Linked DNA regions of Sus scrofa: region 2 is linked to region 1. Evidence: chromatin contacts called from public HiChIP or PLAC-seq data. All regions are on one chromosome and are shown on one strand. Each heading gives the region's core, a stretch centred on a gene start, on an enhancer-like site or on the middle of the called end of the contact. The rest is flanking DNA. Distances are from core to core; before and after follow the strand shown.

Region 1 (6,183 bases), core at 1,093-3,592:
TCATGTCAACGCCAGATCGTTAACCCACTGAGCAAGGGCAGGGATCAAACCCGTTAACCCATTGAGCAAGGGCAGGGATCAAACCCGCGCAACCTCATGGTTCCTAGTTGGATTCGTTAACCACTGCGCCACGATGGGAACTCCCGTGTGACTTTCTTATGATGAGAGGTCTAGAAACCAGCTGTGAGAGGGAGAGGCAGCTGTTGGGGTGGGGGTGGGGGTAGTTTGAAGAGCCAGGCAAAATAGGTGAAGTCCCTGCATGGAAGGGTTATGAGACTGCGGAGAGAAGCAATGAGTGGCAATTACACAAAGGCCCACTCTCTCAAAGCAAGAACTGTTCCTAACGGACCAGAGAGGCCCAGGGAGGCAGTGAGCACATCCAGCCCTGGGGAGGAAGAGGAAGCAAGGAGGGTCCTCTCTGTAACCCCCCACATCAGACGGCGGTGGGTGGCACTGGGTGGTCTCATCTTTGAGGGGTGGAAACACCCCAAGATCTCATGTCTTCAGCGTTTCTGCTGTTTTCTCAACCACAGACAGCTAGCACAGCCCGCACTTTCTCCTAGGGCCAACTGACCTGCAGGGAACCCTGCCTGGCTTTACTGTCCTCTTGCAGCTGCAATCGTGGGCCAGCAGGAAGCCTGAGCTTGCCAAACTGTGCCCGCCAGGGCAGGGGGAAGGAGGGCAGGAGTTCTCTCTTGCCCTTTCGGGGAGTCTTGCTGCCCTACAGGGAAAGGGGAGGGGGAGGGAGTTGGGTGGGAGGAGGGAGTTGGTCCTGTTGGAGTGCTAAGAAACAGAGGAAACAACCATTAAAGGACAGTGACAAATATATGTTAGCTGTGGTCTGGTAACCATATCATCATTTGCAAAGACTTTGGGGAATCCATTCTTAGAGTAGGGGTTTCATCCTGACTCTGTAACCTTGGGTAAGTCTGTTAACCTCTTTTAGACCTCAATTTCTTCATCTGTAAAATAGATATGACAACACTTCCTGCTTTCCTGATTTCAAATGATGTAGGGCTTAGATGACCAACAAGCAAGTGTGACGGCGGAGTACCATAGGCCGGAGTACCTGAAGTTCAAGTCCAGTCTCTGCAATTTTCCAGATAGAAACTTGGGAAAAATTATCCAAGCTCTCTCTGCTTTAGTTTCCTCATCAGTGAAACTGAGAATAGTAATAGCAGCTGCCTTAAATGGTTGTCTTCAGGGGTAAATGAGATAACATACATAAAGTAAATGATAGAACCAGGACTCCACAGTCCACAGGCTTAACCACTGCACTACAGTTGTCTCAACCATGATGCATACAAAACAACAACATATAGCATAGAGAAAAGACTGGAAAGAAATACAACGTATTGTTAACAGTGTCTTTCTGAATGGTGAGATCTAACCCATTTTTATTTCCTTCTTTATATTTCTGTATTTTCCAAATTACTTTTATAATCAGGAAAAAATGCATATGATGTTCAGATGCCTTGAGATCATTTGTGATGGTCTCCACTGCATTACCATCTTTGACAACTATTTTTTTCATGTAATCTTCTCTGCAATTGTTTGAAGTAGGAATCTTATCCCCATTTTCTAGATGAGGAAATAAGGGCTAAGGAGGTTAGGAGAGCTGCCTTAATCTTCAAATCTCACTGTTGCTAAGGGGCAGAGAGCCAAGATCCAAAGGCAGATCTAGCTGTCTCCAAAGTTAGGTGCTGTCCACAGGGATGTTGGGCTACAGGGCGCAGTGCCAAGGACTCACCACCCTATTCTGATCACAATTAAGGTGGAAGACTGTCAAGAAGCCTGTAGTACATATGAACCTGTGGGTCTCACCTACGACCATATTCCTGGTAGAGGACATGGCCTGGAAAGTGGGGATTTTGGCATCCTCCTCCCACAGCATAAAAACTCAAGAGGTTTTCTCCCCAGGAAAAAATAAAGGTTTCCGCTATCAATATATCCAAGAGAAGAACTTAAAAAAAAAAAAAAGTATAACTACACAAGATTGAGGGAGGGAAGTGGGTGTGTGAGCTAAATCATTATCCATCATAGCAGGAAGACAATAGATAAAGTCCCGATAAAGCAAGACATAGCTGTGTAAGCATTTTGTGTAGACATATGGAGGCAACCACCAGGCCTGAAATACAAATGACTGTAAGTGGTTATCCCTGGAGTGAGGGGTAGAGAGGGAGTTTTTTGCTTTTCATCATAAGCCTTTCTGTCCTGATTTTTTAAAAAAATCTGTATGTTATATGTTATTTTAAAAACATTACTTTTAATATAGGCTCTGAAAGTTAAAAAAAAAAAAAAAAAAAAAAGCACAAATTTTCCCACCTCTGGCAGCTACGGATCTTGAGCAGGTTACTTTCTCTAAGCTGCAACTTTATCTTCTGGAAAATATGGATAAAATCCATACTCACCCCCAGAGTTGCTTTGGGTGTAAAATGAGGTACAGTATATAAAGCACACGAACCAGCCAGTACTGGCTGAAATTCAGGATCTGTGATTATTAACCATCGTTATCATTCTTACCAATAAACCAAGCGCAAGCAACACCCGCGGCTCTGCACATAGTAGGCGCTTAATAAGTGCCTACTTACACCCCCACCAGAGCCTAGAATTTCTGCCAACTCGTGACGCACGAGCCCCAGCGCTCCGGGTGAAAGCTTAAATATTGATGTGGTTAGTCATTTATTCATCACTCTGCTCTGCGCCGCAGTGTCCGCCGAGGGCGAGCCCAGCTTCGTGGACTCCCGCGCCGGGTTCTGGCCGCCTTTGGCGCGGGGAGGTGGGAGACAGCGGCAGCTCATCCGCTTTCAGGTTTCTGACGCGGGGCCATCATGTGGCGTAGCGGGAACCGCTTCTGGTTCCATCGGGCATCTTTCCCCGAAAGGGCAGGCTGGAAGAGGGAGAGAGCCACTCGAGTTGAGAGGGGCAGCCCGGGTCCGCAACACGCCCACTAGCCAGCGTCAAGGGGATGACTATCCCGGGAGGGGCGGGGCAGTTTGAGGGCGAGGGCTTTCCGGAGCTTGGACGTCTTGAAGGAAGAGTGGGGATTGGCCAGGAGACGCGGAGCGGGCATTTCATACCCCGCTGAGGGTGCAGCGGAGCCCCCAGGCGAGGCAGGGTTTCCCTGGCGCCCCCAGTAGGGGCGGGACCAACGCCGGAGCTCCGCCCCGCTCTCTGCGGAGGCCGCGCGCCCCGCCCCCGGTTCGCAAAGCGCCCCGCGGCCCTCCAGCTCCTGGAGGGTCTGCGGCTGCGGGGCGAGGGCGTGGTGGTCCGTGTCCCCCAGCTCTGCCGCACCGCCGCGCGGGTCCTGGTCCGAGTCGCGAGTCGCGGGTCACCGGCCGCTGGGCGGGGCGGGAGGCGGGGCGCTGACGTCGCGGCGCGGCCGGCTGCCAGGGAGGCGGGGAGGCGGCGGCCGGCTCGGCCCAGCCTAGCCCGCAGCTGCAGCGGCGGCCGGGTGTGAGGGCGGCAGCGGCGCTTGGAGCCGGCTCCTCACTGCCCTCTGCCGCTGCCCAGTTTCTCATTTTGTCCGGGTGTCTACGCCGGGTTCGGTCAGTCCTCGCTCGCCGCCGCTTCCCCCGCCATGGCCCTGGTGCGGGGCGCCGAGCCGGCGGCGGGGCCCTCCCGCTGGCTACCCACGCACGTCCAGGTGACGGTGCTGCGGGCCCGCGGGCTGCGGGGCAAGAGCTCGGGCGCGGGCAGCACCAGCGACGCGTACACGGTGATCCAGGTGGGCCGCGAGAAGTACAGTACGTCGGTGGTGGAGAAGACGCCGGGCTGCCCCGAGTGGCGCGAGGAATGCTCCTTCGAGCTGCCGCCCGGCGCCCTGGACGGCCTTCTGCGGGCGCAGGAGGCGGACGCGGGCCCAGCGCCCTGGGCCACGGGCTCTGCAGCCGCCTGCCAGCTGGTACTCACCACCATGCACCGCTCGCTCATCGGCGTCGACAAGTTCCTAGGCCAGGCCACGGTGGCGCTGGACGAGGTCTTCGGCGCAGGCCGCGCCCAGCACACTCAGTGAGTGAGGGGCGCGGGGACGCGGAAACGGTTAAAGGCCTCGCCGGGCGGGGCTGGAGGACGCAGGACCCCGAATCTCTGCCCGGGCGGTGCGCCCTTCTGCCTCGCGCTCAAGGGCGTGAACGGACAAGTTGATTCTTCGCATATCCGGGTCCCCATGAGATCGCCAAATTTGCGCTGGTCAGTGCTTGGCCCCTGGTGGGTCCTTGAGAGGCCTGGGGTAGGTGAGAATGGTGGTCTACTGTTAGGGGTAGATTGCCAAGTAAAGTTAGGAGTGGAATCCAGAGATGCGTGGACTGCGGGAACCTCAAGGAGGATCTTGGGGCCATTCCTAGGGCCTATGGGCTTGTCTCACTTTCCTGGAAGGGGAGGCGAATTGCCTGTTCCAAGCCAGGCCCGCAGGGGAGCGGAGAGGCACTGCCTCGCCCTGTGGGGGAAGGAAGGTGCTGTGTTGTCCTGGAGGGCGAGATTGAACGGAAGCGCCCCACCAGATCTAGAACTGCAGAGGGCATCTGCATCTTGCCTGGTACTTGGATGCCCTCTGCTGCTTAGAGACGCCCTCTTGTCTGGCCCTCTGTGTCCCCGTCTGAGAGCAGGAGAACCTCTAAGGAAAGGGAGGAAACCCTTTAGTCGGTTTCAAGCCTCCTGTTGGAGGTGGAGCAGCCTGTGGTTCATGCACAGCAGGAGGTCATCGCCCAGTCACGTTTACCTAGAAGGGCCAGTGGGTTTACCAGTAGGTTTTTAAAAAAATCATTTATTTTGGCAGCGTTTAACTTTCCCTGTGTTAAGATCAAGGCTTCAGACTTGGAGCCTCATTTCCTGTTTTGGGCTTGGGCAGGTTCTGGAAGCCAGTCCCCAGGGCTGACAACCTGCTGTGGATCACTCAAGTGGTTAACTGAGGTGACGCCACCCCTAGACCCTGTGGGGCCCTCGATAGGGAGGGTAAGGGGTTGGAAGCAGGAGTGTACCCAGTGTGTGTAGTGGTGCTGGAAAGGTTTGCCCAAGGCATTCAGCTGAGTAAATCTAGGAAGCTTTGCTGGAGAAGGACGAGCCTGCTACAGACCCAAATGAAAGCAGGATTGGGATAGAAAAGGATCTGTCTGACCTTGAACATTTAAAAAATGTGGGTAGAGAGGGCCTTCATGGCCCTTTGGGGCTGGGGTGGGAAGCAGATTAGCACAGGGCAGGTCCCAGCAGGGCTGTGACCTAGCTCCCTCTTCCCCTCCCCTGGCCTTCTCTCCTTCCCTCATGACTTGCTATTTGGTTGCTGGGTGTGGGATCCTGTGGTGTAGTTTGGCCCTTGTTTTGTTTTTTCCTCTTCTTTTCTGTCCTTTCCCTCCTGCCTGGCTCAGGGAGCCCAAGGAAGTTGCGGGTGGGCAGAAGGCTCTCCTCTGGCTCTCTTAGCCCTTTTTCCAAAGAGCCTCCTGTTCTCAATTTCATTCCACCCCTGTCTTTCCCAGTCCTTGAATCTCCATCTCTCAGCTAATCTGAGCAGGCTGGCAAATAACACATCTGGGGCAGGGAGCAGGGGGAGGGGGAGACTAGAGGGGAGGCAAGAGGGGGACTGGGGGGCAAACAAAAAAAGTCTTTAGACTTGTGGGGAAGGGCTTCTGTGAGGTCATTGACTTGCAGGATTGGGGGGAGGGTGTGGATTTTTTTCAGTTCCTGCTCTTGCTTTCCTCTGGGCTCTGCATCTTCCTTAACTGAGCCGTCTGCCTGAAGGCCCATGTGCGCCTGTTTTCAGCCAAGGACAGTCCCTCTTGGAGAATTTGACTTAGCACCCCTTGATCTGAATGGGAGCCTTAATTTACTTTATAGAAGTCATGTTTTCCACCAGGATCTTTCCACACCCACCTAGCTGCCTTTCCTCTGAGCACTGACCTGGGTTATTTATAGAAACTGGAGGGGGCAGGAGGAGGGGGACTTGTGGTGGGCAGCAGAAAAATCTATGAAATCAGCCTGATCCTTTAGTTTACTGGACATGGCCACTGATAGAGGGTGAGGGCTGCTGCCCCGCTCTGGTCTGCACCTTCCGCCTCTGGCTCTAATGGCCACTCTTGGTGGCCTTTCCTGGAGCACCTTGGCCTGAGCTGCTCAGACAGTGAGTCTGCACATTTTCCAGTGGGGAGAGGACTGGGGTGTGCCCTCCTCAGCTTTGGATAGTGGTGGCAA
Region 2 (6,183 bases), core at 1,794-4,293, 44 kb after region 1:
CCTGGGCTGTGGCAGGGACCCAGCTTCCCAGTTGTCTGTGAGTTATGGGCAACCAGGGCACCTCCTCTTCAGCCTCCCGGCCGTTCCCCCAGGAGCAGGGGGCCTGTATGGTCTCGTCTCGTCTCTGCCATGTCTGCTTGTTTTCAGCTGTTGTGGAGTGCAGTGTGGATGGAGGGAGGTGATGTGTGTTCTCCAGGCCGCTCCCTGCCCTCCTCTTCTGACTTTGGCATTGAGAGTGAGTGTGTGAATGGGTGGAGAGCTGGGCCAGGTGTGGGGAGAGCACCTCCTCACCCACCCACCTCTGGGTTTTGGGCTGCTTGTGTTTGGGGGTCAAGCCTCCCACTCTGTTCTCGTTGCCTGTCCAGAAGCCAAAAACTCTGTGCTGCTGCAGGGTTTGAACTTTCGAAAACCAATTAAATGTGCCTTTTGTGGGTGGGGTCCAAAGCCTCTGGATGTAGACCTCTCCCCCATGGTGGGGTCCCCCTCCCTTCCCATTGAGCACACGGGGTTGGATCTGTTGGGGCCGTGGGGGTGGGAAAGGAGAATGGGGGCAGCCCTGCTGCACACTCTGCCCTCGCCGAGAATTCATTTCAACTAAGGGTCTAGCCAAGCTGCTGCTGCTGCTGCCTCAGCCTCCCTGCCCTCCTCTCCTCCTCCCTCAACCCCAGTTGATAAAGATCCTAAGATAAAAACTACACTCTGCAAGAGGGAGGTCCTACTCTGCGTACACTTAGAGAAAGCCTCTGCTGCCCTCCCATCCCTCCACTAGCTGCTGACCAGCCTGTCCCTCCCGCCCCATGGCCTTGCCTGGCTTGGCTGCAGTGCACTTTGAAACAAAGTGTCTGTCCTTTGGCCCTGCCTCTGGTTTGCTCCCAGAAAACACGACAGGCTTCCCCATGGCACTTGCAGGGCATCTGGGCTGGGGGCACTCTGCTTAGCAAACAGTGTGGGGTGAGGAGGCGAGGTGGCTGAAGGGGCTATCTTTGGTCCCCGGAGGAGGTGAGAGTTCCTGAGACCACCCCTTCTTCCTGAGACGGCCTGTGGGATCCCTTGGGAAGCCTTGGAAGGTGATGTGCTCTGTAGGTGACGTCTTCCTTCTGCCGGGATGAAGCAGAGGAGCCCCGCGCAGGGGGAAAACCCCTGTCCTGCTATCTACCTTAAGAACCCCTCGTCAAAGTTGAGGAGTGTCCGCAGGTGCTCAAGACTTTGGGTGGTCATGGGGGGTTGGATGGGTCTCTCTCCAGGAGGAAGGGGATCACTTTTCCATGAGATGTTCCTCTGGGCCCTGTTCAGGTCCAGACCCTGGTCTTCCACTCACCCTTGATCATGGGCTTCCAAAGTGCCCAGGACAGGGATGCCTTCAGAAGAGTTCTGAGTTGCAGCCCAGGGTTCTTGTCGGCTGTTTCTGCTCCTAGCCACAACTTGGAGGAGAGTTGCAGGTGGCGTGGGCAGGGAGCAGGCACAGTTCTGCTTTGCTTTTGTCTTCCTAGGTGTACCTCCTGTTTATAAAGAGCTTGTTCTTCATGTTTTGAGCACTTTATGAAGAATAAAAAATTAACATACTGCAGGTGGCTCTGTTGTGTTACTCTTTGGATAAGTATATGAAAGGCTTCCTGGGAGAGAAGGAAGCTTAAATCCAGATGATGGGGTTCTTAGATGACATCGCCCCTGTCCTAACCTCAGAGGCAGCAGCACAGTGTTGGCCAGTGGGCTGGACGCAGTCTTTCTCATTTCCAGGATACCCACACATATTGAGTAATGTGGGGAATGCAGAGGGTTTATAAAAGGCTTGATTCCTACTCTCAAGCTTCTTAGTCTAGTAGGGAAAGATGCGATACAAATCCAAGATACAAATGGTTCTTCCTCGCCCAGCTAGAATCTCTCTCAGCTAGTAAGTTCCATTCCTTGTGATTTAACCTGGATGAAGAATTCACTGCTACAAATCATGCAGTGTCCAGAAGGCACGAGCCAAACTTGCACTTCACCATAAGCCTAAGGAGCCTGGGGGTGGAGGGTGGGGAGAGGTTCCCTGAGGTCAAAACCAGACGTTCCTGCTGCCCTTTGGGGCAAAACAGGCAGCTCGCCCTCTATCCTCCCTGAGTCTGGCTCACTGACCAGATAATTCAGCTGGGAATCTGCTACTCTATTCTGCATGAGTGTGTGCACTATCCACACTGGTGCCTTGCTCTACTGTCTGCCTGCTCCCCTTACCTAAAGTCCTTGGTACTGGTGCTTGTTAAGCACTTCTGAACCTCACCGCCCACTCCCAGTTCTCTTGCTGCCCAGGAATTAGGCCCAGGAGAGATATGTGGTTGGCCAGAGGAAAGTAGAGGTTGCCAGGGCTAAGCCCCTGCTGTTTAACTCATAAAGCAGCAAATATTTGAGCCCCTTCTGTGAGCCCACTCCTGCCAGCACTAAGGACTTAATCAAAAAGTCACAACTTCTGCCCTGTGGCTCTCACAGTAGGAAAGGCAGATACTCAAAACCATAAATATAAATGCAAGGGCTGTAAAAGGAAAGTGCTGGCTACTCTAGGAGCACATAGTGGATTTTGCGGAAGCAGGGTGAGGATCGGAAAATGCAATGTTTAGGCTGAAGTCAGGCGAAGATAAAAAGTTAAGTTCCTCTGGGCAGGGAATGTTCAAGGGGAAGTGGCGGCAAGCACCCAGCTTGCTCCAGGAACTGAGTATCACGGTGGCTGGAGAGCATCGAGGGGCAGGGTAGCGACGGTAGAATCCGCATGAAGATTCCGCAGTGCAATTCTTTGTAGAAATCCTCCCAAGATAATCCTACTCCGTCTGGAGTCTTTGCCCATCTGGTCCAAGGGTCAGCTCCACTTCACTAGGACTCTTCTGGGCTGCAGCTCCAGGAGCGACACCCACTGCAGCAACTCAAACTTCTGGTCGCGTGGAAGCAGCGAGGGGTCTCCCGGTGGTCCCCTATCGAGACCTTAGAGTCGGGTACGCACACTCTTGCCGGACTGCCGAAGCCCGGAAAATCAGCTGCCTGAACCGAGACCTGGTCTAAGTCCTTGCAACTCTCCGCTGTCTGGGGGTGTCAAGTTCCATGACGAGAAAAACTACACTCCCCACAACCCCTTGCGCCTCCGGCTCGCTGCGGTTGCTTATGGCCAATCGGGAGAGGCAGCTGTGGCGGGGGCCGAGGAGGGACATTTTAAAAGGGCCGGAGATTGCGGGCGTCAGTGGCCATGGCGGATACAGCGACTACAGCATCGGCAGCGGCGGCTAGTGCCGCTAACGCCTCGACCGATGCACCTCCTTTCCAGCTGGGCAAGCCCCGCTTCCAGCAGGTGAGGACCGGATTGTGGTTTGCGGGCCGGTGGGTGGCATAGGGAGGGCGAGCAAACTCTTCTCCAAAATCCTCTTTGGCCCCAGGGTCTCCAACCCGCGGCCACCCGGGAGCTTGCAGCTACTGCTTCAGGGGACCTTGGCCAGAGCTGCCTCTTTCTCATTGGTCAACGGGGTGGGCGAGGGCTCCCACCTTAGCTCTCTATTGGCCATCCGCGCCGTCACTCCCCAGCGGCCCGCACCCTCCAGCCTTTGCCTCCCGAGGCGCTCTGTGATTGGCCACTGCCCGCCGCGGCCCGGGATCAGAGCTCCAGGGTGCGAGCTTCTAATGCAGGGTCGCTTGGGCAGTGCTGCCGTGCACTTCAGGTGGAAAGTTGAGTCTGGCCCTGGATGAGAAGTTGGCATGGCCTAGATGCCTTCTAACTTTTTCCCCGGGTGGTGACTGACATTCTTTCTGAGCGCTCACGGAGCCTCTGGGCTGCATCGGGGCCCCGCGGCCCCGCTCCCAGCCCTCCACCCCAAGCTGGTTTCGCGGTGCGCGATGGGTTAGGGCCTCGAGCCTAGGGTGCCCGCCCCTCAGTGACCCCTGTCCCTTCTGGCGGGGGACACGCTGACGCAGATAGTCGGCCGGCTGGTGCCCTGCCGGAGATGGAGCGAGGACGTGGGGGAAGAGCCTGGGTACCGAGGAAACGCTGTGTCATCCCGGGGGAAGGCAGGTGGGAGGGTCCGTGTCCCCGGGAGCCCGTCCCAGCCCCCTTCCCCTCTGCGACCTCTACGGAGGGTCTCTCTCACCTGGGCCCTGTCGCCGTCGAGCGCTTGGCTCTGTCCGACTGGATATGATTCTTGGGGGCACGGTGACAGTGGTCTCTTTCCTTCGGGATCCCCGACACGGCGTCGCTAACTCGCCCTCGGCCCAGAAGACTGGGGTCGAGCCCGCAGATCAGATATACAGCCCGGGCTGGAGGCTGGGAGGGGCCGTTCTCACGCTGCAGACCCCGGTGACCTGCTGCCTCCAGCGCTAAGGAAATGAAGATTGTTAGGAAAAGGGGCAAAGAGACTCGATTATAGTGAACCAGGCTTGCCTCGTGGAGGTGGACAGATAGAAGTTTGCAGGAAGAAAAGGAAATTGCACAAAGGTCGGTGCGTGGTTGGTTGGTGGTTTTGATGGTGGTGGGAGAGGGACGGCTTCCAGCAGAGTGGCGCACTGAGCTTTGCTGATAATTAAGGAGTTGTGCCTTTGCGCCTTCTGAGAAAATGTCCCGTTGTTCTAAAGCAGGACTTTAATCCTTAAAAAAAGATCTCAGCATGTAGGTATCTGAGGCAAGACTCTTGTCATCCTCCCAGGGCAGGGTGCCACCTAGTATGGCCTTTGGGGGCTGGGGGACTAACCGCCTTCCACGCCCTCCACACACATCCTACTCCTCCTTCAAGACTGAGTTAAGCCCGCCTCCTCCTAAATACTTCCTCCCTTCTACCTCTGTGACTTACCCCCTGGTGGGGCCAGGTCTCCCTCCTGCCTGCCTCTTTGGCACCCCAAATAGGATCCTCAAAGGTCAGCCAGCCCTGTGGTCCTCTAGTACTTTTGTGTCTGATTTCTTGGTCTCGTCAACCCCTGTGCACACCTTTTGGGAGGGGAAGGGTGATCTTGCCTTTTCCTTGTCTCCATCCTACCCTGAGATGGGCTAGTAATGTACTGAATAAAGATTTGTGGGTTGTTTTTCTCCCTGTACCTGTTCTGGGACATTCAGTCACATGACAGACACTTGAGAACCTTCTAGTGGCCTTAATGACTGAGGCCTTTGCTGTGATCACCACTGAAGCCATAAATGCACATTAAAAAAAAAAATTAAAGCATATTTGATATCAGTGTTGTGTCAATTTCTGCTGTACAGCAAAGTAACCCAGTCAAACATATGTATCATAAATGCACATCTGAGGCTACTCTGTTCAGGCAGTCATTACTGGTACGTTTTTGCACCACTCTTGAGGGCAGTAAGTGGTATATTTGCTTTTGAAGCACCGCTCCTCCCGCATAGTGCCCTGCATAAAGCACAGTGCATGTGATATTCATTCATGTTAAGGAACTTCTCTTTCCTCCGAATCTGTCCTCCCACGCCACTCCCTGCCTGTGTGGCAGCCCAACCCGCCAGCCAGTTGACTCCCAAAAACCTGGGAGTCACCAGTATGCTTGCTTTCCTCTCCTTCACCCTCTAAATACAACCAGAGGCCCAAAGTTTTATCTCAGACAGCTCTCAAATCTACTGTCTCTACTGCTAGAATCCTAGACCACGCCCCCATCACCTAGCTCCTGAGCCACTGCAGAAGCCTCCTAACTGGTCTCCCTTTCTCCACTCTGGCCCCCTTCCAATCTCTTCCTCTTCCTCATGGCAGAGTTCCAGCAATGCAATTCTGATCTGGTGACTCCCCACCCTCTCTGTCAACATACACACTTTCCAGTGGCTTCCCCCCCTTCATATATATATATATATATATATATATATATATATATATATAGGCACCTTCACAGCACATATAAGTTCCCAGGCCAGGGAGTGATCCCGAGCCACAGCAGTAACTTGAGCCCACAGCAGTGACAATGCCAGATTCTTAACCACCAGGCTACCAGGGAACTCCAAAAGACCTGTTTTGAAGGGCTGCATGTCCCACTCCTGCTGACATCTTCTTCCTCCAGGAGAACCTCCACCCATCCTCTCAAACCATGCTTCCCACCACAATGGCTACTTTCAGTCCCTTGAACCCTGAGTGGTTCATAATCTAGGATTCAGTCCCAGAGCCCACTCCAAGAACACCACACTCAACCCCCAACCAGCATCCCTGCTTTCTCCAAGACTGGCGCCATGGTCTTTCCTTATTT

What was found. HiChIP or PLAC-seq counts read pairs in DNA pulled down with a chosen protein or histone mark.
Region 2: an H3K27ac HiChIP or PLAC-seq map of skeletal muscle shows a contact between it and region 1. The contact joins the promoter of SFXN5 here to the promoter of RAB11FIP5 in region 1. A contact is called at or near these places in 1 of 47 Hi-C or Micro-C datasets (heart right ventricle) and 2 of 2 datasets of contacts at active chromatin or transcription factors (alveolar macrophages and skeletal muscle).

Annotation. Positions count from the first base shown.
Region 1 is chr3:69,654,318-69,660,500 of Sscrofa11.1, forward strand. RAB11FIP5 (rab11 family-interacting protein 5) reads left to right here and starts at 2,343. Exons shown (of 6, transcript XM_021087380.1): 1 at 2,343-2,811. The coding sequence starts at 2,669.
Region 2 is chr3:69,697,978-69,704,160 of Sscrofa11.1, forward strand. SFXN5 (sideroflexin-5) reads left to right here and starts at 3,044. Exons shown (of 14, transcript XM_003354772.5): 1 at 3,044-3,310. The coding sequence starts at 3,209. LOC106509786 (a long non-coding RNA gene) reads right to left here. Exons shown (of 3, transcript XR_002342573.1): 1 at 4,797-6,183; 2 at 4,101-4,326; 3 at 1,114-3,006. RAB11FIP5 (rab11 family-interacting protein 5) reads left to right here. Exons shown (of 6, transcript XM_021087380.1): 6 at 1-1,563.